2 separate regions of the Triticum aestivum genome follow, and region 1 is linked to region 2. The links are chromatin contacts, called in public Hi-C maps. All regions are on one chromosome and are shown on one strand. The core of a region is the stretch at or near the end of the contact, and the rest is flanking DNA. Distances in the headings are between cores, read along the strand shown.

Region 1 (5,373 bases), core at 804-3,303, 270 kb before region 2:
AGCTCCAGCAGCTATGTAGTGTGGTTTAAATTGCACTACCAATGCAGTCCGAAGCCTGTACAGTTGGATGACCGGGTCAGGAATAACAAGGTTGCCAAATTGTGGAGAAACATATGACAGGGTAACCCCAGATAACTTACGTATCATTTATGAGATTTATTGCAGCTTGTTTCACTTCCTTCTGGGAGATCCCCAGATTCTTGAGAGCGAGATTTAGTGGCTCGTAAGGATGCTGTATATTGAAATCAAACCTGATGGTTGAAAGCAATAGTGCCTCCCCCATCAAAATTAGGTCCTTCCGCTTCTCAAGGACCTCCTATTTTTAGTTCAAAAAAGTTGAGCAATATAGAACAGAAACATCACAAGAAACAGGACAGCTGCCAGCAATAGTAGTACAAAGCGAGAAGTTCGCGGTACCTTCTGTTTGATTCTGCGAGCAGCATCAGGTTTTCTCTTATACATTGTTTCATGTGCCACAGTAACGACACGTCCTAATTGGCAAGGAGTGTCTTCAATCTTCGAAGCAAGAAAGATGCAAGCAGTTGCAACAGTCTGGAAGGACGGAAGAGTTAGTAGCTAACCTTTTAAATGGCAAGTGCATAATTACAAAATGGTATGAAGTTGTGTTGCTGCATTATATATAGGCCACTCAGCTTTGAACAAAATTCCTTTTTCAGGAAGACAACCCACAGCAGCAAGAAGAACAGGACTTGATATTACTGGGAGGAAAGTAAATAGCAGCGGAAAAAAAATTAGTACTTACTGTCTAGAGTATTATTAGAAAGTGCCTCTTCAAGTTTGTAAAGTTGCTCCAACAGAACCAGAACCACACCTTTCGTCCGTGCAATTTTAGGTGCTCCCGATAAAATTACATAAAGCTATCATACCTCGCTTCAAGACCCCTTACTTAAAGGACCCAGCGTGAAACATCTCAACTCTACCTTTGATCCAAAACCCATGTTACAATTTTGTCTGCCGTGACCAGGCTAGGTGCGCTGAAAACACACAGACACGTTACACAACCCTCGACTACCCCAAAATGTCTACTAAACAGAAAACGACAACATTTTCAAGATCCTACACAGGTAATAGAAACCGTTAGTTTGGACGGACTTGCTACGCGGGTAAGAGTTCACAATCCTACACAGGTAAGAGAAACCGTTAGTTTGGACACAGTTGCTACGCAGGTAAGAGAAACAGTCAGTCCACACACAGTGCTACAAAGGTAAGAGAAAATGTTAGTTCAGACACAGTGACAGTAAAAATGACAAGTGTTGACATTTTACCCCCAGGAGCATGGACAGACCCTGACGGAGCCCAAAAGCTTGTGTTAGGAGAACAATTGCTCAATTTCGCACATGAATTCGACACACACGGCGCGCGCCAAACTGGTTAGTCAGTCATGAAATTCAAGATCGTGTGTGCAGAAACAATTTGCCATTGTTTGGTCCCATGAACAGGGGGTACCTGCCACTCGTTCTTGACCAGGGACTGGTGGAGATAGAAGCGGTGGCACAGCACGGTGCCCGTCGCGATTGTGATGTCGGGCCTGCAGCAACAAACAAACAACAGCAGCGTCAAAAGACTGCGGATTTCGTCGGGGGCCAGACCCGGGGCCGAGCGAACGCAGCCCGCGGCCGCGGATTCGCGAGACCTAGGGCACGGATCGGGCGACCCCGAGCGAAATTCGGCCGCGGGCCGGAGGAAACGGAGGAGGGGGAGGGGGTGAGGAGGGCGCTTACACCCCGAGCCTGCGGCCGACGTCGCGGATGTAGCTGGAGTAGACCGACCGGAGCTGGGCCTCCCTGGCGGCAGGCATGCCGTCCTTCCTGGACGGCGACCCTTCCTCGATCTCCTCCTTGCTGAGGTACCAGGACCGCCCACGCTCGCCCCCCTCCGCCATGGCCGGCCGCCCGGCCGAACCGCGGGCCGCGAGGAGGAGGAGGGGACGGGGAGACCGGGGGTGGACTCGGGGCGGCGACTTGGGGCGTGGCGGCGCGGAGCAGGGGGGACGCGGGCGCGGGTCTGGTGCGGGTCGGGGGAGGGTGGGTGTGGGGATCGAGGAGGTAAAGGAAACGGAACGGGACGCGACGCGGGGCTCGCGTGGGCGCTCGGCAGGTTTCGTCGCGGCCAAGCCGATGTTGCGTGGGGTCCAGCCGGAGCACCGCGACTTTTTTGAGTCGGTTCCGCGTCAGGGGCTCTGGCTCCTCGTGATCAGATCGCGAGGCACGTCAGCCGTTGGTTCTGGCCCTGGGGGTTTGGGCGGGGTTTAAAACGTGGGCGGGTGGGACGGGGCGCGATGCGATGGACGGGGGAGAGGGGCTCCTGTCCGGAGACGGCGGGCTCGATATAGATGGGAACATGAGATGTGATGTGATGGGCCGGCTGCGTTTCCTTCTGTTTGAGGAAGAAATTTCCTCCTTTAGCCCTGAAAAAAAAATTACTATTCTCCCTCTTTTAAAAGAAATTCAGTTCTCACTCCTCTAAAACAAATCAGAAAACACGAGTTTTTTTTACTAAGCAACAAGATGGAATTGCATGATCTTGCTAGAGAATTCGAAGCGCGCGATCTTCTTTAGCAGGATCGTGCGGTTCTTCTTGTTGTTGAGTGGGTCTCGTGTTTCCTGAGTTCTTTTCGGAGGAATGGGACTTAATTTTTTTTAGGGAAGAAAGAATAAGGGCTTCCTCAATCGATAGTAAATCAGTAAATCACAATCGGCCCATCACATCTCGTGTTCCAATCTATATCCAGCCCGCGGTCGCCAAGACCTCTCGCCCCGTCCATCTATCCCCTCCCCTTCCACGTATTAAACCCCAAACCCCCAAAACCACAACCGCCGTCCAACGCACATCGCGACTGATTACGAAGTGACAGAGACTGTGACGCGGGACCGACTCAAAAAGTCGCGGCTCTCCAGGTAAGCCCCGCTCGTCATGGGCCTGTCCGCGACGAAACCCGCCCACGTGAACCGTGCTACTGCCCCTCGTTCCGTTTCTTCTTTACCTCCTCGATTTGCGCACCCCCAGCCCTCGAACCAACGGTTGACGTGCCTTGTGATTGATTACGAAGCGACATACACGAATTTCATATTCGTCGATGCTCCCCACCCCCAAGCTTATGGAGAAGAGGAGAGGGTGGGGAGGTGGTGCCGCGGCCTTGATTGTGTGGCCGATTGAGGGCACATGTGATATTTGTGGTGAGGAAGGTCCATATTTGGGTAGAGATGTGGCTCATCTTTGCCAGATATGGACCTTGCTCACTGGTGAATCTTCCCCCATGGCCATCAGATCTGGGAAATGGCGGGGATGTGGTGTGTCGCCTTAATTGTCTGGACAATAAACAGGGGATACCTGCCACTCCGTTCCTGGCGTGGGACTGGTGGAGGTAGAAGCGGTGGCAGAGCACTATTCTCGCCATGCTTCTGATCTGGATCCTGCAACGACAACAACAGGAAAAGATTACAATTTTTGTAAGGGCACACTCGAAACCAAGAAAATGCAATTTGCTCCCCCGAATTTCTGAAATCTAGGGCACAGATCAAGCTACTAAGAGTGAAATTGGTGTGGGGGAGAAGAGGTGCTTACAGCTTGAGCCCGAGGCTGATGTCCCGAATGAAGCTACAATATGTTATCCAAAGTTGGGCCTCCTTGGCAACGCCCACGCCGTTCCGCCTGGATGATGAACCACGCTCGATGTCCTTACTTGACGTTATCCAAAGTTGGGTCGGGCAGATGCCTCATTCTTGACAGATCTGGACCTTACTCACCGGTGCATCTCCCGTATGGCCATCAGATCTGGGAAATAATGGGGAGGTGGTGTCGCCGCCTTGACTATGTGGCCGATTGAGGGCATGGTTGAGATTCACTGGTGAGGAAGGTCTATATTGGGTAGGGATATGGCTCATCCACGCCAGATTTGGACCTTGCTCACCGATGAATCTGCCCTATGGCCATCAGATCTGGGAAATAATAGGGAGGTGGTGTCCGCCGCCTTGACTGTGTGGTCGATCGAGGACATGGCTGAGATTCGGTGCTGAGGAAGGTCCATCTTTGGGCAGGGATATGGCTCATCCTTGCTAGATCTGGACCTTGCTCATCGGTGAATCTCCCCTATGTTCATCAGATCTGGGGAAAATCGGGGGACGGTAGTAGGCGTGGACATGGGTAGCTCCCTTTCCTGGCCGATGCGCCTGGTATGACAACGACAGGGGGCTTGTGAGGAGAAGGGAGTTTGTGAGAAAAAGGCTTGGTGAAGAGCCAGTGAGGAGGAGGAGGCGGCGTGTGTGCAAAGTTGGGAACGCTAGTGTGTGCAAAGTTGGGAACGCTAGGTTTTCTGTATGGTGGTGAGTCAGGTTTGAAGAAATTTATAGGGAACCCTAAGCAATGTGAGTCGTTGGATCTACCTGACCATTCGACAAAAACTAAAATTATTGGGGTGTTAAATGATAATTGTATTAGTTTCCTTATGTATCATGGAGGAATGTGTGGTGAGTGCTAGAGGTCTTCCCATGACATGGCTCAAAGAGTGTCATATACGTGTATGCCTACCCTTTTCTTTGACAAAGACAACTCACGCGTGGCTTACAGGTCTCCTAATTCACTGTAATTTTACTATATCCTAATCACACTGTTTCTTTTTAGATGGATCCAGTTAGTTTTAAGCCGCTTCTCCTTTTTCTGCTAGGGAGAAAAGAAAGTGTTATGATGTAGGACATGAGTAAGTGGGAAAGCAGTCATGCTAGCTAAAATCGCCTTTAGCGACATCCAATCCCTTCAATTTTAGTCTCGCTCCTTCAAAAAGCATATCATGACCATTTATTCCAAAAAAATACATATACCTTCAACATTTTTGCATACATCACTTGGTATATTTTGTGAGACTTACCCATTTGAACGGTAACTGATTAAAGGCCTAAAACAGATAAAGCACTACCCTAAGCCTCAAATCATGTATGACAAATTTTCCTCGATCATTCTTTACAAATCCTCCCACTTTTTCCCCGTCAATTCTCCCATTGCTCTATCAATGAGCCCATGATTCTCACATGGGTGTCCATCTTTGTAATGCCCTCACACATCCGTCTCCTCGAACCCATCATATTCCTTGACGAGAACACCATAACCTAGGAAGATCTTGTTGGAAATATGCCCTAGAGGCAATAATAAATTGGTTATTATTATATTTCCTTGTTCATGATAATCGTTTATTATCCATGCTAGAATTGTATTGATAGGAAACTCAGATACATGTGTGGATACATAGACAACACCATGTCCCTAGTAAGCCTCTAGTTGACTAGCTCGTTGATCAATAGATGGTTACGGTTTCCTGACCATGGACATTGGATGTCGTTGATAACGGGATCACATCAT
Region 2 (5,771 bases), core at 1,078-3,577:
AGTGCCAGAAAACCCTCCTGTGTGAATCCTATTTCTGATGGCCAGTCACGGGAACATCCTGTAAATCGGAGGTCTACGATCTGAAGCATAGGACAGTTGAGGGCTAGAGCGTAAAGGCTGTTATCAGTAAATGACGTCCTGGTTTCACAATAGCCGTCTTCACTACAGTGGCGCTGCAGGTTGAGCCAAAGTGAAATGCTTTTAAGGTTGCTGCAGCTCCGGGATAATGCAATCATGTCATAGTCATTTAGCGCACGAACATACTCAAGCCAAAGGTTCTCCAATGCTTTACACTTCCCTAGGAGAACACGAAGTCCTATTTCTGGCCAGGTTTTAATATGTGCCAACCTTAAATTCTTCAAACTCTCACAGCAGAAATCATATATATCCATGCTGTGAGCATTGTACGATGGATCAGAGTACTCACAACCTAAAGAAAAATCATATATTACTCTTTTCCTCTCAAACTCAAACTTCTGGAGCTTCATCCATCCTGAACCAAACTTTAGGAAGTCATGATGATTGATTCCTTTGCAGTTCTTCACTACAAGCTCTTCCAACGATCCATGGCTACCAAGGTATTCCAGCCACTCTACACTGTCGATTTTCTCGCAGTCAATAAGGTGGAGAGCAGATAGACTTGTGCAACCAACTGCAACTGAGAAAAGCCCAATCGAAGTTATTTGTGGTGTGGAGTTCAGCCTGGGAGACACCAATTTCTTGCAATGTGCTAAACAACCAAGCCCAGAGTCATCGATGTGTGAGCAGAAACTTAAGGTGAGGTCAATCAGCGAGGAACAGTGAGATGAAAATACAAAAAGGCCTTTGTTGTCCAACTGATTTCCATGTCCAGGTATCCAACCAGAGTAATCGATTTCCAATTTCCGCAAATTTGTGAACCTGGCACACAGTGATGTTAATGCTCTGTAGCAGTGCAAAGACCAGAACCAACGCGGATAGCACCCCCCTTTGACTCCCCTCTATCGTGTAGAGCCCCTTTGACACAAGGGAAATAGAATTCAGATCACTTGTCCTGGTGATCTTCTTGACAATCTCTGTCACCACAGCCTCCGGTAGGTCGTCCATCGAGCAAATTCAGCTGTACCAATCAGGTAATATCAAGGTTCAGAAAACAACCAAAAAGCTGGACTAAAACTTATGGTACATATATCAGAATAAAGCATGTGAAAAGATTGAGATCACACTGGCAGCACTAATTACGAAGAATATACTGACGAACTTTGGGCATTTACTGTACCCATCCAATACTTGTGTGTTCCTTATAAGAATGGAGATTAATTGAAGTATCTACCACCTTATCTATCCCTACATTGCTAGCAAGAAACAGTGAAGCTACGAGCCACATCATTAAACTAAACTACCGCCATAAGTTGCAGAGCCTGAATAACAAACAAACGAAGAGAATACAAAGAACAAACTAGAATTGAGTAATTGACGCAAGCAACTCCTCAAGACAAGACTCATGTGCTCAGTCTGAACCTATTTATTTGGAGACACCTAATAATCAGTTGTGGGGCTAATCAAAGCAATTACCAAAGAGAATGCGACAACAATCTATCACCTATGTCTGTCCTGCCTTCCATTTTCTTTTGCCATGGCCGAGTCAATTACCAAAGAGGCATGCGACAACAAGAAAAGCAGGGGAGATTAATCCATACAGTCTGAACCGGACTATTTCATGTGCAGGGGCAAACTAGCTTGGTTAGCTGTGCGTGGGAGTTAGCTTGAAGCATTCTCTCTGCCACTGGAACTAAAGCAAGTGGGACAGTATAGGCCACGGCGGCGCTAGATGTAGGAGGAGCGGCCGGAGCAGTTGTGGTGGCGCGACTTGCGAGATCCGGGGCTGGACGACACCATGGGCTCGGGCCAGCAGCGCCGCAGCTCGCGATTCGGGGTTCATCGACGGTGGCGCTTTTGCCAGTTTCAGGGCGCCCTATGATTATACTAGATTTACCAGAGAATCGGGGAACCACTACCAGCGAATAAATTAAGAGTAAAATGCACTAGTGGTCATTGAATTTATTGTATACGTTCACTTTGGTCACTGTATTTAAGAATACGGTCAATACGATTATTATATGCGTGTTGAGATGATTATATGGTCACTGCCAGATCGTATAGCTTTGTATTTCATTTATTTGACTGGTCAAACAAGGCCTTGTCATTGCAAAAAGAAAAACAAGGCCTTGTCATTGCAAAAAGAAAAACAAGGCCTTGTCAGTTTTTTTTCTGACTGTGTGGGCCTTACCTGTCAGTGGATGGAAGAAAGGAGTAGGAGGAAATAAAATTATGCGCCTGTGTGGAGTCGAAACCAGGCCCTCGCGCTTATTGCCTGAGCAGGACAACCAGCTCTACCTGTCTCCCGTCCTGTCTAACTTGAGAAAAAGAACCATTTATATTCTACTGGATTCACGTGACAGCCATTGCATTTTTTTTCTTTTGCGTGCGAGCCATTTAGCATTTAAATCATAATCGTTTCGGCTTCAGTGGTCGGGCCTTTTAGGATTTAAAAAGCTGTTTTAGCAGTACTGTGTACTCGTACATATGATTCACGGCCAAAATTGCATTAGCACTTCCCTCGCAAGAAAACGAGATTGGATTAGCACTTCAATTTCTTTTGTTCAATATTTACGCGTGGACGGTGGCTCGACAGTGACGTGGCCGCAGCGGCAGCTCCAGTAGATTTGGTGGGCGTCGTTGCTCTGTTTTTAGCACGAGACGACCAGGGATTTGGCGTGCGGTCATCTTGTACTAGCTAATTATGGCGGAGTGTACTTATCAAAATGGTTAATATATGTCTATATAAAATTTTATTAATAAATGTTTAAATGCATAAAAGTAATATACACGTGTTAAGTACTCCAAATTATGCTTATAAATGCTATCAACAGAAATATATACGTTAGCCAAATTACGATGGTGCAATTTGGTACGCTAAAACTGATATGGAAGAAATCACTATAAATTAGAATGCACTATCATCTAAACCAATAGAATGGTCTTATATGAACATACGCAAAAAAGAAATATCCCAACGCTGTCACGTGAATGACTAGAAGATATAAAAGGGCTTGTCCTCTAATTAGACGCAAGATTGGAACCAAAGCGGCTGGTCAGCCTGCGCGCATATTAGCTCGAGGCATGGGGTTCGAATCCCCACAGTAGCATTTTTATGTTCCCTCTACTTCTTATTTCCACCCACTGACAGGTAGGGCCGCACGCCTTGTGGACCGTTTGACCAGTCAAATGGATGGAATACGGAGTTATATAATTTCACAGTGACCGTATAATCATCTTAGCACGTATATAGTGATCGTATTAACCGTATTCTTAAATACAGTGATTAAAGTGAGCATACACGATAAGTTCAATGACCACTAGTGCATTTTACTCATAAATTAAGGCTGGAGAAGTAAGAAAAGGAGGAACCTTGAGCACGAACGAACGGGGCCGCGATAGAGAAGAGGGGAGCTCCGCCGCCGGACCTTGGAGAAATGAGTCTCCTTTCTGAGAATTCAGGGGAGGGAGACTGCTTTCTTTTTTTTTTTTGAGGGGTTGGGGGGACTGCTAAACCCTAGTCTCTTCTTTTCCAGCGGAGGAAGAAGATGGGTCACCGTAAATGGGTGGGCCGGGCTGGAACATCGTGCTGGCTTCCCATGCATACCCACCTGTTTGGGCCACCACTTCTTTTTTTTCTCAAAAAAATTATATAAATCTTTTAAATATACTCCACTATCTATCTCAAAATTTTGTCTCAAAAAATCTATCTCTAAATTTTATATAACTATTTTTATAATTAATTAAATATTCAGGTGGTGTACAAAAATATGTCATGTGTTTCAAAAAATATTCATATATTTTTAAAATGTTATTGTATTTTTACATGCTATTGTATGCCGGAAAAATGTTCATATGTTGCAAAAGAATTCACAGGTATTAAATTAAATATTTGTGTTTTTATGTGTTTTCTTATTGTCTCGTATGTAAAAAGATGAATGTTCATATGTCGTTAGAAAAAAGTTCACATGTGAAAATAAAAGTTTGTGTGCCTCGATAAAAATTACCGCATATTTAAAAAGTATTCTTATATATATGAAATAAACCTTTGAAGTGCCCCACCACCAGGGTTGGCATTGTGTCGACGACCCTCCTCTGGCTTCGGGCTAGAGGTAATTTCTATGTTTATGTATCTTACAAAGATGTTCATGTTTTGGAAAAGAAATGACGTGTAGCTCATAAAATAGTCATGTACTCCCTCTGTAAAGAAATATAAGAGTGTTTAGATCACTTTACCTAGAAAAATGAAAACTAAAAAGTTAAACCTAAACAAGCAGATTTAGAGAATCATCACATTTAAATCTACAAATTTTCGACAATGTTGACATGGTGTGCTGACCGGACGAGTTGGCCTAGTAAAGATGTGCCGATTGGACTGAAACCGGGGTCAAGGCAAGGCGGAGGGTAATTCGTCTGATTTTGAGAGTTGGAAGGTGCAACTTAGACAGTATCATAGATGAGGAGTGTATATTAGAGCCACACAAGAGTTGAGGGTTTATATATGCACTTCTCTCTTTTCTAGGATAAATCGAACAATATAGAAGCATTACCTCTTCTTTATCCAGCTAAATATCCCACCGTTGAAAGGACATGGATGTAGCCTGGGGGGTGAATAGGCGATTTAATATAATTACGGTAAGGCTTGGATAAACGTAGAATAAAACTAGTGTTTAATTTATAAAGCACAAGACCTAAACAAGCTAGGCTCACCTATGTTACACCAACAACTTATGTTACAAGATAAATAACTATGTGATAGAGAGAGATATAACTTCAAGTTCGATGGATATCACAAAGTAAATGCACAAGTAAAGAGCTCGGTTGTAGAGATAACCTAGGCACATAGAGACGTCAATGTAATTGTCGAAGTTCCTTCCACAATGAAAGCGATTACTAAGTGCTCCCCCGACACAACAAATGCTCACCTTTAGATGTGGTTGCACAATGCACACCAAACACCACAAAAGGCTTCACCTCAAGATGCAGGGACACACCACTCACTGACGTCACAAAAGGCTCTTCCTATTCTCCTTGATCTTCTTCCACAAAGGAAGAACTCAATCCACTAGGAGGTCTTCTTGAAGGCATTGACCAAACCTTTGCAAATTGCCCGGTGCGATCTCCACAATTTAATTGGTGGCTCTTGAAGCTTGCTCGAAGCTTCACACCAAGATAGAGCTCCGCGACAACACCAACTGTCGAGGGCGCCCAAGCATCCAAGAGGAACTTCTAGGGCACCCAAGCACCCAAGAGTAATAAGCTTCTCAAACCGATGGAACTAATGCAATGGAACTGATGGAACTAATGCAATGGCAAGAACACATGAAGTGATCAAGTCCTTCATGTTGGGGAACGTAGTAATAATTCAAAATTTTCCTACGTGTCACCAAGATCAATCTAGGAGATGCTAGCAACGAGAGAGAGGGAGTGCATCTTCATACCCTTGAAGATCGCTAAGCGGAAGCGTTACAAGAACGCGGTTGATGGAGTCGTACTCGCGGCGATTCAAATCGCGAAGGATCCGATCTAGCGCCGAACGGACAGCGCCTCCGTGTTCAACACACGTACAACCCGGGGACGTCTCCTCCTTCTTGATCCAGCAAGGGGAGAGGAGAAGTTGAGGGAGAACTCCAGCAGCACGATGGCGTGGTGGCAATGGAGCTCGTGGTTCTCCGGCAGAGCTTCGCTAAGCA

The links. Hi-C and Micro-C count contacts between places; a contact is called where the count stands out from the background.
Region 1: a Hi-C map of leaf shows a contact between it and region 2, with 2.7 times the contacts expected there. The contact joins the promoter of LOC123143599 here to the enhancer-like site in region 2. A contact is called at or near these places in 2 of 5 Hi-C or Micro-C datasets (both in leaf).

The regions. Positions count from the first base shown.
Region 1 is chr6D:70,518,789-70,524,161 of IWGSC CS RefSeq v2.1, reverse strand. It overlaps LOC123143599 (cyclin-T1), which reads right to left and starts at 2,053. Exons shown (of 6, transcript XM_044562537.1): 1 at 1,743-2,053; 2 at 1,468-1,549; 3 at 418-552; 4 at 141-316; 5 at 1-55. The coding sequence starts at 1,903.
Region 2 is chr6D:70,244,882-70,250,652 of IWGSC CS RefSeq v2.1, reverse strand. It overlaps the pseudogene LOC123141111. Among protein-coding and RNA genes, the nearest start is that of LOC123143598, 30 kb to the right of the region's middle. Within about 2 kb of position 2,327, at least 6 of the 8 cell types and tissues checked have an H3K27ac peak or open chromatin away from gene starts, as enhancers often do. A contact at or near this core is called in leaf, where this site is marked.